Linked DNA regions of Sus scrofa: region 2 is linked to region 1. The links are chromatin contacts, called in public HiChIP or PLAC-seq maps. All regions are on one chromosome and are shown on one strand. The core of a region is the stretch at or near the end of the contact, and the rest is flanking DNA. Distances in the headings are between cores, read along the strand shown.

The links. HiChIP or PLAC-seq counts read pairs in DNA pulled down with a chosen protein or histone mark.
Region 2: an H3K27ac HiChIP or PLAC-seq map of skeletal muscle shows a contact between it and region 1. The contact joins two enhancer-like sites. A contact is called at or near these places in 2 of 2 datasets of contacts at active chromatin or transcription factors (alveolar macrophages and skeletal muscle).

The regions. Positions count from the first base shown.
Region 1 is chr1:4,392,712-4,399,569 of Sscrofa11.1, reverse strand. No RefSeq gene overlaps it. Among named protein-coding and RNA genes, the nearest start is that of QKI, 490 kb to the left of the region's middle. Within about 2 kb of position 2,614, at least 2 of the 83 cell types and tissues checked have an H3K27ac peak or open chromatin away from gene starts, as enhancers often do. A contact at or near this core is called in skeletal muscle, where this site is marked.
Region 2 is chr1:4,922,072-4,929,110 of Sscrofa11.1, reverse strand. It overlaps LOC110259875 (a long non-coding RNA gene), which reads right to left. Exons shown (of 2, transcript XR_002342275.1): 2 at 6,850-7,039. Among named protein-coding and RNA genes, the nearest start is that of QKI, 42 kb to the right of the region's middle. Within about 2 kb of position 3,005, at least 7 of the 83 cell types and tissues checked have an H3K27ac peak or open chromatin away from gene starts, as enhancers often do. A contact at or near this core is called in skeletal muscle, where this site is marked.

The DNA.
Region 1 (6,858 bases), core at 1,365-3,864:
CTAAGTTTTGCTGCCATCCTGATTAGAAGATGTTTACAAAGTTTCAAGAAGCTCTCCCTTGAAAAGAGCATTTCCCCAAGGTCCTGCAGGAGAAGATTTTCTCAGGGTTGAGGTCATACTGTTGCACTACTCGCCTGAAGATGTTCAAGTTGAATGCTTCCAAAGACAGATGATCTTGTCATCGTTGGCTATTTATGTCTTGTCACGTAGTGCAAGTGGGATGCTGGCCTCTCTCCCTTCTCTCCTGGCTCTCTGTGATTTTAGTCCTGCTATTGCTATGCCTCTCCCAACTATAGGGAAGTAAAATGTTTTCCCATTTCAACCATTTCCATTCCAACCATCCACCCTTAATATCAATTACACTTATTCTAAAAGTTCTAATGTTATTGCAACAAGAATGGAGAAGTTGTGTGACTTTCCCAAAATGGATGAGAAGAAGCTTGAAAAGTACCACCTATGTTTTTTGTGTAATGGCATCCCTCTGTTCTAGATAAAGCCCATTGTTCTTATCGTGGATGACTTGGCCTTAAGTGACCTAAGTTCTTTCATCTTGCACTACTTCTTCTGTTACTGAACCAAACTTGGGTCCACTCACCAGCTCACAGCAAAGCCAATCTACTGACACTGGGTTGGGATGAAGGACAGTGCAGTGTTTACTGCAGGACCAAACTAGGAGTCTAAGTGGCCGATGCTCAAAAGACCCAAACTTCTCAATGGGGTTCAAGGAAAATTTTTTATTTTTATTTTATTTTTCTTTCTATGGCTGTACATGCAGTGTATGGAAGTTCCCAGGCTTGGAGTGGGAACTATGTAGCCACAGTAGATAGCTGTGGATCTGAGCTGCATCTTTGACCTATACTGCAGCTTATGGCAATGTGGATCCTTAACCCACTGAGTCAGGACAGGGAACCCATATCCTCAGAGACAATGTTGGGTCCTTTACTCATTGAGCCACACTGGGAACTCCCAAGGGGAGGTTTTTAAAGACAGGATGAGGGAGAGGGTTGCAGGCTGTGTGATCAGCTCATGGGCATTCTTCTGATTGGTTGGTGGTGAGATAACCAGAAGTTAACATCATGAACCTTCTAGTTTCAGCATGTTCATGGGCAGCATGCAGTTAATTTTTCCATCTGGTGGGGGTTCCAGTATCTGCAAAACAGCCCAAAGGACATGGCTCAGAATATTACTATATCCCCTGAGGAGGAACTAAATGTCCTTGACTTTGTTTATGGCTAAACTATTATTATTTTGATTTTCTTGACTATTTTCATTTGTGCATTTTCTCACTTCTTGGATGAACTTTATTATTTGGGACTCAGGGAGCCTGAGGAGGCTATGGTTTTTCTACAAACAAGAGGAAGGTGGAGGAAGGTCTGTCCTTGGAAGGCTCCTCGGAGTCCTGCTGTGTGACACTTCCCTTTCTCACTACACTCCAGCCTTACCAGCAGTCCTTCAGCACCTCTGTTTTCTGCTTTCCATCCCTGCCTGTACTGCTCCAATGTTCCCACCTCTTGGGTCCTCTCAGTCCCATCTCTGGCTTCCTTTTTGTGCCCCCGGCCCCAGACGAGCACAGTTGTCATTCAGCCTCTGCTTCTTCTTGTATTTTAGTTGTAATTGATAATTTTATTGAATATTGGCCCAATGTCTTTGCCTCTGCTAGAATGGCATTACCAGAAGTGCAGAGACCTCTGTGTGTATACTTTGCTGATGTGTCTCTGTGGCTTAATAGTGAGGCAGTAGATGTTTCTGAATGAAAGAATGAACATCTTTTAGAGTTCCCTAAACATAGGATCCCCCAGATTATGTGCGGATCTGTGACATGCTAGGCATCATGGGAAACTCAAAGCTGAGTAAGATGGTCTCCATGCTTGAGTACCATGTATTCCTGCAGTTTTCCAGTCACTCTCTTTCTGGGAACCCAATTGAACTTTGGATTTAGAATCCGCCTATTAGGAGGTCATTATGGTAACCCAGGTGGGGTGACAAGTATCTGATATGCAGGAGCAGACACTGGTGTGTCATGGAAGGGACGAGGTAGATGCTTAAGAAAAGATAAGATTTGTTAACTGATTTGGCATTGGAGGTGAAATGAAATGAGGAGAGATGAGGACAGAGGGAAAAGTAAGGAAACCGGAAGGCAGAGTGTCAAGATTTAGGAAAGGAAACAGGGTGAGGGAAAGAGGTGGGAGGAGCAGCATAAAGTGTCCACATCTTGGGAACAGGAAAGCAAAACTTTTCAGATAGAAAATGGAGAGGAACAGAGGAAAGAGGCTACAGCTGTTTGAGCTGCCTGTGGAGACCTTCAGGAGAGTGGATTTGGTACCCTGGTGGAAGGGGCTTTTAGACCACAGAGGCAGATGAAGGAAAAGAGGGAATAGTCAGAGAAACTTGCAGGCTGCCCACTGGAGAAAAGATGAGAGATGGGAAAAGGGGAGAGAGAGGCGTAGGCGGCTTTCCACGCAGAGACCTCATGAATCTGAGAAATTATATGGTGGCTATGACCTTTCTCTGGTTGATTTTGATGGTATGTGATTACAGAAGGTAAATAGAGGATGAAATAAAGCCTGGTGAAAATCTCTTCAGGACTTCCAGAGACCTACTGATGTTTCAAGGAGAAGGAATGGAGCCAGGGCTAAAAAGCAGCCAGAGCAAGGCAGCCAGCCTTGAACAGGGAAGGGTAGGGCCTGAGGGATAAGGAAAGGAGGGGTCCCAGAACACTAGGTGTTCTAATCTGGAGGGGTTTCTGTCCTTCAGAATGGAAGGAAGATGGAGCACCCTTCCCCAGGCCCCTGAGCAAAGCAGGGGCTTAACCCAACTGTATTTTAACGAATAATCATGTAATTCTGTGCTGACTTGCCCTCCTCCACCAGCATGGAATGCACCAGGCCATGCCATCTCACTCACCTCTCAGTGGCTGTAGGAACAAAGTTAAGGGGAGCCTGGTGTAGGGGAAGCAGGTGGGTGATGTCACATTTTGTGTTCTTGACTAGAGATGGGAAACGTACACGGGATAGAGGAATAGTGGACACAGCTGTTAATTCCCCATGGATGTAGGGACAGAGCAGAAACCTCACTAACAATAATAAAGCCATCTCTGGTCTTCAAGGCATCTTGACTTTGAACACTTCTGTCCGGGAAGGTTCTCAGAGAACGAAAAGAGATGAGAAAAGAAAGCAAAAGAAGAAAGGAAAGAAAACAAAAGAAAGGAAAAGAAGAGAAAAGAGGGTATGAGTTAAGTGTGGGAAGCGAATCAACCCCTCCAGGAGCTTCGGTCTGTTTTGGGAAATGATGTTTTCAGTGAATCCCGCACAGTTTTGTGGGAGAGGACACACCCACGTAGACTGTCAGTGTCCTAACATCTTTGTGATAAAGAGGTGTTGTATTCATGAAGAAGGTGAGTGAGGGAGAGGGATTGGAGGATGATTTCTGGCTTTTAGGAACAAATCATATTTCATATTCACTAGGGCTTGAAATGGCCCTCAATCTTTAATAACTCCTTTCATGTCCTATGTCTCAAGATACCTTTCAAAACTGTAAGATTGTGACTCCATTATACATAAATAGGTTAAACTTTTTTTTCACGAGTTTGAATCTAAATGATGAAAATTGACATTGCATCTTGCAGAAGAGAATGAATTGCAGATCTCCAAATAAATACTTACAAATAAGACAGAAATGTCTTTGAATCTGAAGCTGACCTGTGAAGAGCACTGGGCTTTGCCAGAGGTAGACTTTGAAGCACTCTGTAAGCTTTTAAAGGAAAGAGTGTCTTTGAAAGCTAAGGAGCTTGTAGCACGAAATATTTTAGTGGTGATTTATGAACAATGTTAAGAAATATGCTTTTCCTTTAATAAAAAAAAATCCTGACACTTAGCAAAATGATGAGGATTTATGTGCTCAACTGTTTTGCATGGCAGCTTCTGAGTAATAGATTCATAAATATTTCCCTTTTTTAATTTAAAAGTCGGAATGAATTAGGAGAAAAGTGCCAAATTAAAGATACTCAGTCAAATAGAGAAGACGGACTTTAAGTTTTACCTGGCCTTGCAGTCTGAGCACTGGTCAACCCCCCTTATGCAAGGGAGGCAGATGCAGGACCTTCTAAAAGTTTCTCTCTCCCCTGGCCCCATAACACACAAGTGCACTTGCAAACAAACAGAAAACATCAACATTTAACAGTTTACTGAGTTGGAGTTCCTGCTGTGGTGCAGTTGGTTAAGAAGCCAACTGTAGTGGCTTGAGTTTCTGGGGAGGCTTGGGTTTGATTCTCAGCCTGGGGAATTTCCATGTGCCTCGGGTGCGGCCATGACAATTTTTTTTTTTAAAACTGAGTTCAGTTAGCTTTGAACCATACTTCTCCAGTCATTTTCCACTGAGGTGATTACTGTTACTGCTTTTCTATAATTTTCCAGTGTGCCCACAGCATTTTATGCATGTGAGAATTCAACTTGAGAGGGATATGTAATTGCGTATCACGAGAAGAGTTAAAACATCGTAGTCATAAGCTGCTTGAGGCAGGGATGAAAAAGGACATGATGGCCCTGGTCCTGTGGGCAGAATGTCGGCTCTCAGTCCCCGGACACGTTTGTGCTTCGTGATTTCATTCTGCTCAGAAGCAATGAGGTCGTCTTTTCTTTTTGCTTCCGTGGTGATGGGTGTTGTTGCTGGGGACCGAAGGGGGCAGGGAGAGTGAGCGACGCAGAAGAAAAGTTGACCACACAAATACAATCCCAGGGCACTAGGCCCTGGCATGAAAGGCAGGGGGGAGTGGGGACTTGCTCAAGCCACACAAAGCCGCTCTTGTTCCCATAGAAACCAGTGTTGAGCTGAAGGAGTAGCTTGACTCTGCAGCCCCTTCCTGTTTCTTGTTAAATCTCTGTTGGAAATGCATTGTCTTCTGGGTATTTTTGTTTTAATAAAATTAAAGACCATGGAGAAGAAAGCGTTTCCCACCTCAAGGCAGCTGGTTTTACAGGCTGATGACATATATTCCGGGAGGGCTTGAAATCTGGCTGGATCTCCCCGAATCTGAGATCTGGTACCTTTTCTTCAAGCCCTGTACTGACAGGCCACCAAGAGCCTTGCCAGCCTGAGACTGGCAGACTAATTTGAATACCAATGCTGATCCGGGCCAGCTTCCAGATCCTGGGGGAGGCAGGGTGGGAGGGCCCACAAGATTCAATAGCGGTTTCTGGGGAGAGGGAGGGAGTTCTCCCACAATTATGAGCTTCCTTCCTTTTCTCACTCCCAGGACCCTTCTCTGCTGGGTTATTGGCAAGTCTACTTCTATTCTTCAAGGATTAATGCCTCAGTGCAAGGGGAAAATTGGCAATTAAAGAAAAAAAACTCTCAAAGCCTGGGATTTCTGTTGCTTTATCATTTTCCAGTTAGATTTCATTAAGATGCTGCAGAAGAGAGAGGTCTGGGGTCTCTGTTGTCCTGTTGTTAAAGAGTTTCAAACCAGTAACAGGATGTTTTTATCTTTACTAGAAAAAAAAAAAAAAAAGCACAGGTAACTTTTTGGGTTAATGGTGCTTAGCTAACATCCATAAACAGTGGAGCTTTCTAAAGGGAAAGGGAAATTGTGTAATAGTCTCTAACAAAATAATCTCCTTATAAAAAATAAGATTTTTAAATTCCCGTCAGAACTGCCAAAATGTATTGGGCACAATTCCCATATTTGAAATATTTAAGAATCAGAGACTAAATGCCCTTATGAAAATTCCTTTTACACCTTCTCCCCAGTGAAATAGTTTAAACATATAAGGGGGTAGAGTTGCATCTTTGCATTGTGAAATGTTTTGTTTGAAAGTCCTTTGCCTCTGGGATTCTAATTAGACACCCCAGCCGATTGAAGTGCAGGTTTGTCAGGTGTCAGATCTTCTGGGGAGCCTGCCTTCCTTCGTTGCTCACAGGTGGGCGCAGTTTGGGAAGGAGAGGGGCTCTGCCACGGTTTCCCAACTGGCGGCCTCACACAATTCATTTTATTGCCACCCAAAGCCACCTGCTGCTTGCATTTGTGGTCTGTGTGGCACAAGGCCAGTAATATCAGCCAGGCAGGGATCTTGTCTCAGTCTCGAGGGCAGATACAAATTGTCATCTTCAGTGAATACTTGTTACGTGTAGGGCATCCTGCCAGGAGCCATCAGTGAGAGACCAGGAGACACAGATGAAGCAGGTTCTGTCCTGAGGGACAAGATGTCTCATACTAGTTACCGCTAGCGTGTCAATTTCATTTCTTGGTAAATATGAAGAATGTAGTCCCAAATTTTCTTACTCATATCCTGATGGGTTGGAAAAAGTCTCGTGTTTCTGTTGCAGAGCAAGGTATCTTCTCTTCATATGGTTTAGGTTTGTGTAACAGAAGAGTGTTTTGGTTATTACATACGTATTATTACGTTCAAAAATTCATGGGAGATTTCTTGCTCAGAGCTAAGCAATAATAATAATAATAATAATAAAAATAAAATATTTATCTTAAGAATTACATTGCACAGGCAAGTTTTTTATTTCTAGGCTGGTCATAAAAAGTGACCTTAGAAAGTTTTGAAAACACACCTGAGAGAAAAGGAAACACTCATCATTTGATGACATCTTCCAATGCGCTGTCAGTGATGACGCTTTTGTGTTAATTCTCCCAGACACGCCTTTTTCTTTGTCCAGCCCACAAAATTTAAAAGCTCAACCTCAAAATTGAAATCTTCAGCCTAATTAAAAGACACCCTGGGGGCACTGGGTCAACGTTCGTTTACATTTAAGCTGCAGGTCATTTCTGAGTCCTCCTGGGGCCTGGATGAGGCTCTCTAGGGCTTGGACCGGCCGTGGGCGTGTGTGTCGCTGGAAGAGGTGAGAGAGCAG
Region 2 (7,039 bases), core at 1,756-4,255, 530 kb before region 1:
TTTTTTTTTTCCTTTTTGAAAGCATGACTCTATTTATTTGGACGTTAAGGATGGTTACAGGAAATGTGTGTAGGTACCAAAATAAGAAGTTGACTGGTGGTATTGGGCTGTGTCAACCTAGCTAGGTTTCCCAGAGCCCAGGTAGATGTATTTTTTTCAATCTTTTTAGTACCGCACCCACGGCACACAGAAGTTCCCAGGCTAGGGGTCAAATTGGAGCTGCAGGCCTACACCACAGCTTAGGACAACACCAGATTCTTAACCCATCAATCGAGGCCAGAGATTGAACCCACGTCCTCACGGATAGTAGTGGGGTTCGTTACTGCCGAACCACAGTGGGAACTCCTGCAATTACTCTTGTATCCAGCTATCCGAATCTGTACTAAGCTAAACGCACATGCATCCTGATGCCTCTGCCTCTAACCCCGCCTTGCCCCTTGGGCATCTGTAACATCCCTCCAACAGGGGAAACCCGGCCCCTGCCATCCACCATCCATTCCTTATTTCACGGACACCAGGGCACATGCAAAGCTGTTCAGAGCAGTGAACCTGTGCCCTTACTGAACATGCCCGCCTAGGCTTTGGAAGCCCACAATTCATATATTAATAAAAACAAGGGTAAAGGCACAAGAAAGAATCAGGATTCGAAAAGACATCCGTCAGCTAGCATAAGCTATCCTGGTGAAATAGGAGTTAAGAGGATGCACCAGATTTGGAAGCAGAGAAGAATCGGGACCAGGCTTACGGCACCTCCGCAGTTGAGAGGGGAAGAGGTGGATGTATTTGGTTGGCCACAGCTCAGGGTGTGATCACGCTGCTAAACAAAACCCATGGCAAGACTCGGCACTGATGAAATAGACTGTTCCAGCCAAGGCAGGAGAACGCCCCTGGTCCCTGTGCAGGTCAAGCACCATCTCCACACACAGGCATTTATATCCACCCTTTAAAAGAGCGCACAGGACAGGGAGCAGAGCCGTGCCGGAGGGGTGGGGTGATGCTCCTGAAATACCAGCAGGGATTAGATGTACCCGATGCTGCTCCAGAGGACAGAGCTAAGACCTGCAAGGCCAAGGCTCATTCCCAAACTGACGGGGCCCAACACTGGTGGGGCGAGCCATCACCCCGGCTACTCCTGACTTGGGGGGGCAGCAAACTCAACACCTTCAAGATCTAGGAGCCGGGGTGGTGGGGCGGTCGATGCCAGAGGAGGTGTCCTAGAGAAAGTGTCAAGAAAAAGCCGGGGGGAAACTCCAGCTGGGTTGTCAATGGCAAAGCTTCGGTGAAAAGTGAAAATAGGACGAGGGGTCAAAATGAGGCAGGTCAGGGGAGGGGACGGCCATGGTCAAGGAGCAGGGCAGGGAAAGACCCAAGTCTGCTTGAAGGTCACGGAGCAACACGGACCCAGGAAGGGCAGTAGGATAAGGCAGAGTTGGCTTGATCAGAGGGGAAACTTTCTAACAACCCGAGCTGTCCAAAAATAAAACGCAGTCCCTATCAAGAAAGAGATGCAGTCAGTCAGGCAACATGAGGGGGCATGGCTGCCAGCGACAACTGTTGCAGACACATGGCCATCACCGGGGGTTAACAGATGCTGGGAAGAGAGGCCCGGGTTCCATCGCACTGGGAGGCCGCCTGGACCAGAGTGAGCTTGCAGGGTCCCCGAGGGGTTAAGCAACACAAGTCAGAGGCCCCAGGAGCCTGGGATGAAAGGCACGTTTGGGGCTCAGGGCACGGGAAACATGTGTGATTGATGTGGCCTTGGGTGTGGTTTTACTCTTTTTTTAACATACCTATCTTTGATTTAAAAAAGTAGAATTCATACTAAGTGGAGTAAGTCAGAAAGAGAAAGACAAATACCCATATGATATCACTTCTATGTGGAATCTAATATATGGCACAGATGAACCTTTCCACAGAACAGAAACAGACTCGCAGACATGGAGAGCAGACTTGTAGTTGCCAAGGCAGGAGCGGAGTGGAATGGACTGGGAATATGGGGCGAGTGGACGCAAGCAATTACATTTAGGATGGATAAGTAGTGTTCTCAACGTGGCTCAGTGGAAATGAACCCAACCAGTATCCATGAGGATGCAGGTTCAATTCCTGGCCTTGCTCAGTGGGTTAGGGATCTGGCATTGCCATGAGCTGTGGTGTACGTTGCGATGTGGCTTGGATCTGGCATTGCTGTGGCTGAGGCATCGTCTGGCAGCTGTGGCTCTGATTTGACCTCTAGCCTGGGAACTCTGGGAAATTTGCAAACTTCCATATGCCTTGGGTGCAGCCCTTAAAAAAAAAAAAAAAAAAAGCAATGAGGTCCTACTGTACAGCACAGGGAACTCCAGCCAATCCCTGTAATAGAACCCGATGAGGATAATGTGAGAAAAATTGTGTATATGTATGTATGACTGGGTCACTTTGCTGTATAGCAGAAATTGACAGAACACTGTACATCAACTATACTTTAATTAAAAAATAAAAGTAAAAATATTTTTTTTTAAAAAAGGTAGACTTGAAAGGGGACCCACAGACCAAACTGAGGCGGGAGGCCCCGAATCTAATCCTGATTCAGCACACCCTCCCCGCAGAAGCTCAGGTTTGGGGGAGCGATTCCTCAGTTCTCATCCAGCTCTAAATTTTTAAAAAAAAGAGACGCGGTTGCTTAAAACGAGACTGTCTAAATTGTTACTTTCCTAGAATGTAATTGAGCCTCTCTTCCAAGCCTGGATATAGTTTCTTTCACATCTTTGTGAGCAGAAGGAAACCGGATTGAAAAACAAGCGTCTGACTTCCCACCAGGGACGCAATTCAGATGGTGGTGAGGAGAAAACATGTGAATGGATTCAAAGCTCGCAAATACAGAAGCCGCAGAAGATCGCCTTAGATCTATCCCAGCCCTCACGACGTGGGTCAGACAGGGACCGAAATGTTTGAGAGGTGAGGCTGGGCGGCGTGTCAGGACGAGATTAGAAAGGAATAGGCCGCACAAAGGCCAGTGCTATTTTGGTTTGCACCCGGAAAGGCATCCTGTCATGGGATATTATGCGCTGTGTGGGCACCTCGGAGCGCAGTCACACCGAGGACGCCGAAGCAATGAAAAGGAAGACGGAGAGCAGCAATCAGCACAGGCGCTCAGAGGGCGGCGGGTGGAGCCCCCAGCCCCGCACCTCGGAGGAGCTCAGCGCCTGTGAGCGGAGCGGACAACTCAGAACTAAGGGAATGAAGGGCCGGGCCCAGGAGGAGACGCTTAGCTTGTAAAACGGGAATAAATAAATACGCGTCCAGGGTGAGCGAACCCGATCTGATACTGACATTGACCGACGTATGTGTTTGCAAGGCATTTGTGCAAAGGCCTAAGGTCGGCATCTGAACCAAGATGCTGAGCCAAAAAAATGTGGATAAAAGTAAATGTCGGCAGAGGCACAAACAGAAAGCAGACGCGGGTTACCAGGGAAGGGGGGCATTTCCCCCACGGGAGAGGGGCAGCCCGGAGCGGGACGGAAAACCCTGCAGGGGGACCCACAGGTCTACATGGCGGGCCTTGGGCCTCGCAGAAGGGTGCCCCGCGTTGGGCAGGGTTACTTCATGGGTCATCTCCGCATCTCATCGTCAACATTTTTTCCAGCATCCATCAGCCCTGCGGCCCACCCGGACCGCAGAGGACTCCCTGACCCTGCAGTTCTGGGGTTTGAGAAGGAAAGCCTGGGTGTGGGACGTTTTGATCATTCTGTTAGTCGGTCAGCAAACTTCTTGACCTTCTAAAACACAGAGCAGATAAGAGCGTTAAAAGAGAGAGAGAGACATCCTTTCAAATCACAATGTCAAGGAAGGTAAACAATACAAACAGAAAATTGATTATAAAAATTGGCAGCTTTAATAAAAGCTAAAAGTAACAAGACAAAACAATAAAATGTTAAAACTGTAAAACAATCCAGGGATACACAAAATGGTTTGTGAATAAGATAAATGGTCATCGGCATTTGGGGATGACCAAGGCGGGTTCAACACGCCTGGAAAGAAGTTTGGAAGCCTGAGGCGGGGGGGGGGGGGGGGGTTGAACAGCTTCCAGAACCCGAGGATGCCCCGTGGGTGCTCCCCTTGAGCCCTGATCACCCTGGAAGATCACCGCCAGTTTGCAGGTGAGGGGACCAAGCCTCACAGAAGGGCGGTCGCTTGTCGGCCTCCCTGAGAGTCGGTCTCCTGGTGGCTTCACGGTGCCTCCCACGCCTCTCCACAGCCACGTGATTGGCAAGACGATGGCGTAGAACAGAAACCAGGTTTGAAATGTGTTGGCTTTTGGGAGTTCCCATTGTGGCGCAGCGGAAACAAGTCTGACTAGTATCCGTGGGGATGTGGCTTCGATCAGTGGGTTGGGGATCAGGCGTTGCTATGAGCTGTGGTGTAGGTCACAGATGCAGCATGGATCCCACGTTGCCGTGGCTGTGGTGTAGGTTGGCAGCTGTAGCTCCGATTCGACCCCTAGCTTGGGAGCTTCCATATACTGCCAGCGCAGCCCTAAAAAAGGGGTGACAACAACCAAGAGTGTGAGAGAGCCAGCCTCCAGCCTTGGAGGGCTTTCCGGAGGAGACGGCAAAGGCGACACTCCAGGAGCCCTGCGATGGGGCCTGGCCCCCTGTCACTACAGGGCTGATTTTAAGAGTTTGCCCTTAAACCCCATTGGGCTGTGACCAGTCCCTGGAGGAGCCCAGGCCTGACACCTGGATTCCACCTGCTCCCCTTCTCAAAGACGTGGCCTGTGAATCAGAGACAGGAGCCCAGGAGCAAAAATGCAAGAAAGGGCTGTTTTTGTAAATTATTTGTAAATCGCTTTTTCTGGGCTAATTTGGAACAAAAAGTTATCGTCAGAGGCCATGGACTGCTTGAGCAGGATTCCCACCCACCAAGAGAGAACCGGGAGGCTGCTGGTGGGAGCCGTTCCCTCTCTCCAGCTCCACTGCCTTCCCCCGTAGGACAGGGATGTGGGATGGTCAGTCCTAAAGGTGGAAAGGTCTTCTCCAGGTGTGAATTTGCTGCAAGGCTCGGGAACTGAGGTCAATTCTGAATGGGGAGTTTATGTTTGACAGCCTTGAAGATTCTGATAATACGATGTCAGATTTCTCTGTTGAAATATCAAGTTCTGGGAGTTCCTGTTGTGGTTCAGTGGGTTAAGAACCCGATGTCTCCATGAGGATGCGGGTTCCATCCCTGGCTTCACTCAGTGGGTTAAGGATCCAGCATTGCTGTGAGCTGCAGCATAGTTTGCATTTGGCTGGCATGGCTGCGATGTAGGCCTGCAGCTGCAGCTCTGATGTGACCCCTAGCCTGGGAAATTCCATATGCCGCAGATGCAGCAGTAAAAAGGAAAAAAGAAAAGGAAATTAAGCTCTGAAAGTCAGAAGTGGGTTCGACATGCAACTCTTGGTTACCAGGGTCTCGTGGTAATTCTACACTTTGGCCCCCAAACTTGGCGGACTCATTGAGCAAAGGCAGTCAGATCCTGTTTCCAGTCTTGACCACATGAGGCAGCGAGAGGGGACGAGCCGCTTGACTTCTCTCTGCTCAGTTTCAGCTTTAAAAATCTAGAAGTTCCGGGAGTTCCCATCGTGGCACAGTGGTTAACGAATCCGACTAGAAACCATGAGGTTTCGGGTTCGATCCCTGCCCTTGCTAAGTGGGTTAATGATTCGGCATTGCTGTGAGCTGTGGTGTAGGCCGGTGGCTACAGCTCCAGTTGGACCCCTAGCCTGGGAACCTCCATATGCCACGGGAGCGGCCCAAGAAATGGCAAAAAGACAAAAAAATTAAAAAATACAATAAAATAAAATCTAGAAATTCCGAGGCTTGACCTGCAAAGAACTGACTCCAGAGCTCTCAATATGGCCTTCTGCATAAAACACAGACACTGGCAATTAAACAGCTCCTTTTGCATCTGTCAAATGAATGAATGATTGGACAAATGGGTTTAGGGCTCTTGAAAACCACTTTCTTGGAAACTTGGATGGATCAATCAAAAGCAGAGCTCAGCAACCAAGAACTGGACACTGATTTATTGTCACCGAACAAGTTGCAAAATCTTAGGAAGAGACCCTTGAACATTTTAAGTGTCGCCTTGTGGTCATAATGACGTCTCATGCATATTCATGCACTTGGCTGTATAATAACCACTTGAAAGATTGGGGGTTTTTTCCCCTGGGGAATGAAACGTAACAAAATATTCCAAGGTCAAAGGTCCGAATATGTAAGAAGCAAAAACGTTGGAATTTCTTCCCCAAGTCAAAAGCTCCTTAGCGTGTATTGACTCAGGGAGCATTTGGATACTCAACTCATCCTTGAAACTACTCAAAAGCTTGCCTCCCGCTGGCCTCGCTGATGTGTAGGTGGGTTCCTCTGGGTTGAATCAGGTAATGTTTGAAGATGGAGAAAATGGTCAGCCGGCCGTTGGGTATTTAACAAAGAATTCCATCAGGCTCTGCAGCCAGAGTTGCTTTGCAAAACACTGTCCCCATTACTCAGTGTCATTCATTACCCTCTGAAAGTAAAATCATATGACCCCATTTCCTCAGTAAGTTAATTATTTTATTTCTTTGTATGCGGCAACACACTACTTTTATTGTTAATTAATATGCCAAAATTAGGTTAGACCATTCTGGACATGTGAAATTGAGTTTAGTACTTTCAAATATGGTTTTTAAAAGCCGGACAAAAATAAATGCCTTCAACGTCTTTTCTTTCTCCAACCGAGCATAAATGTCCTTCCTATGAAATTTCACTTCTTCCTGCTGTTATACATGACATAATACCACTTATTTTCCAAGGGGAGGGAGGAAAAATAATAACAAGACATTCCATTAGCATTTTGAAATCAGGTATTTAATAATCAAGCAAAAAAGAAAAGAAAGAAAATACAATGAAAGAGATATAATCATCCATACGTTTTAGGACCCAAATAATTCAATGGCAAAATGAGGAGAATTATTTATTTTTGGACCAATTTCAGGCACTTAAGATTTTTCTTGGCCCGTTGATTAAGGTGAAGATATAA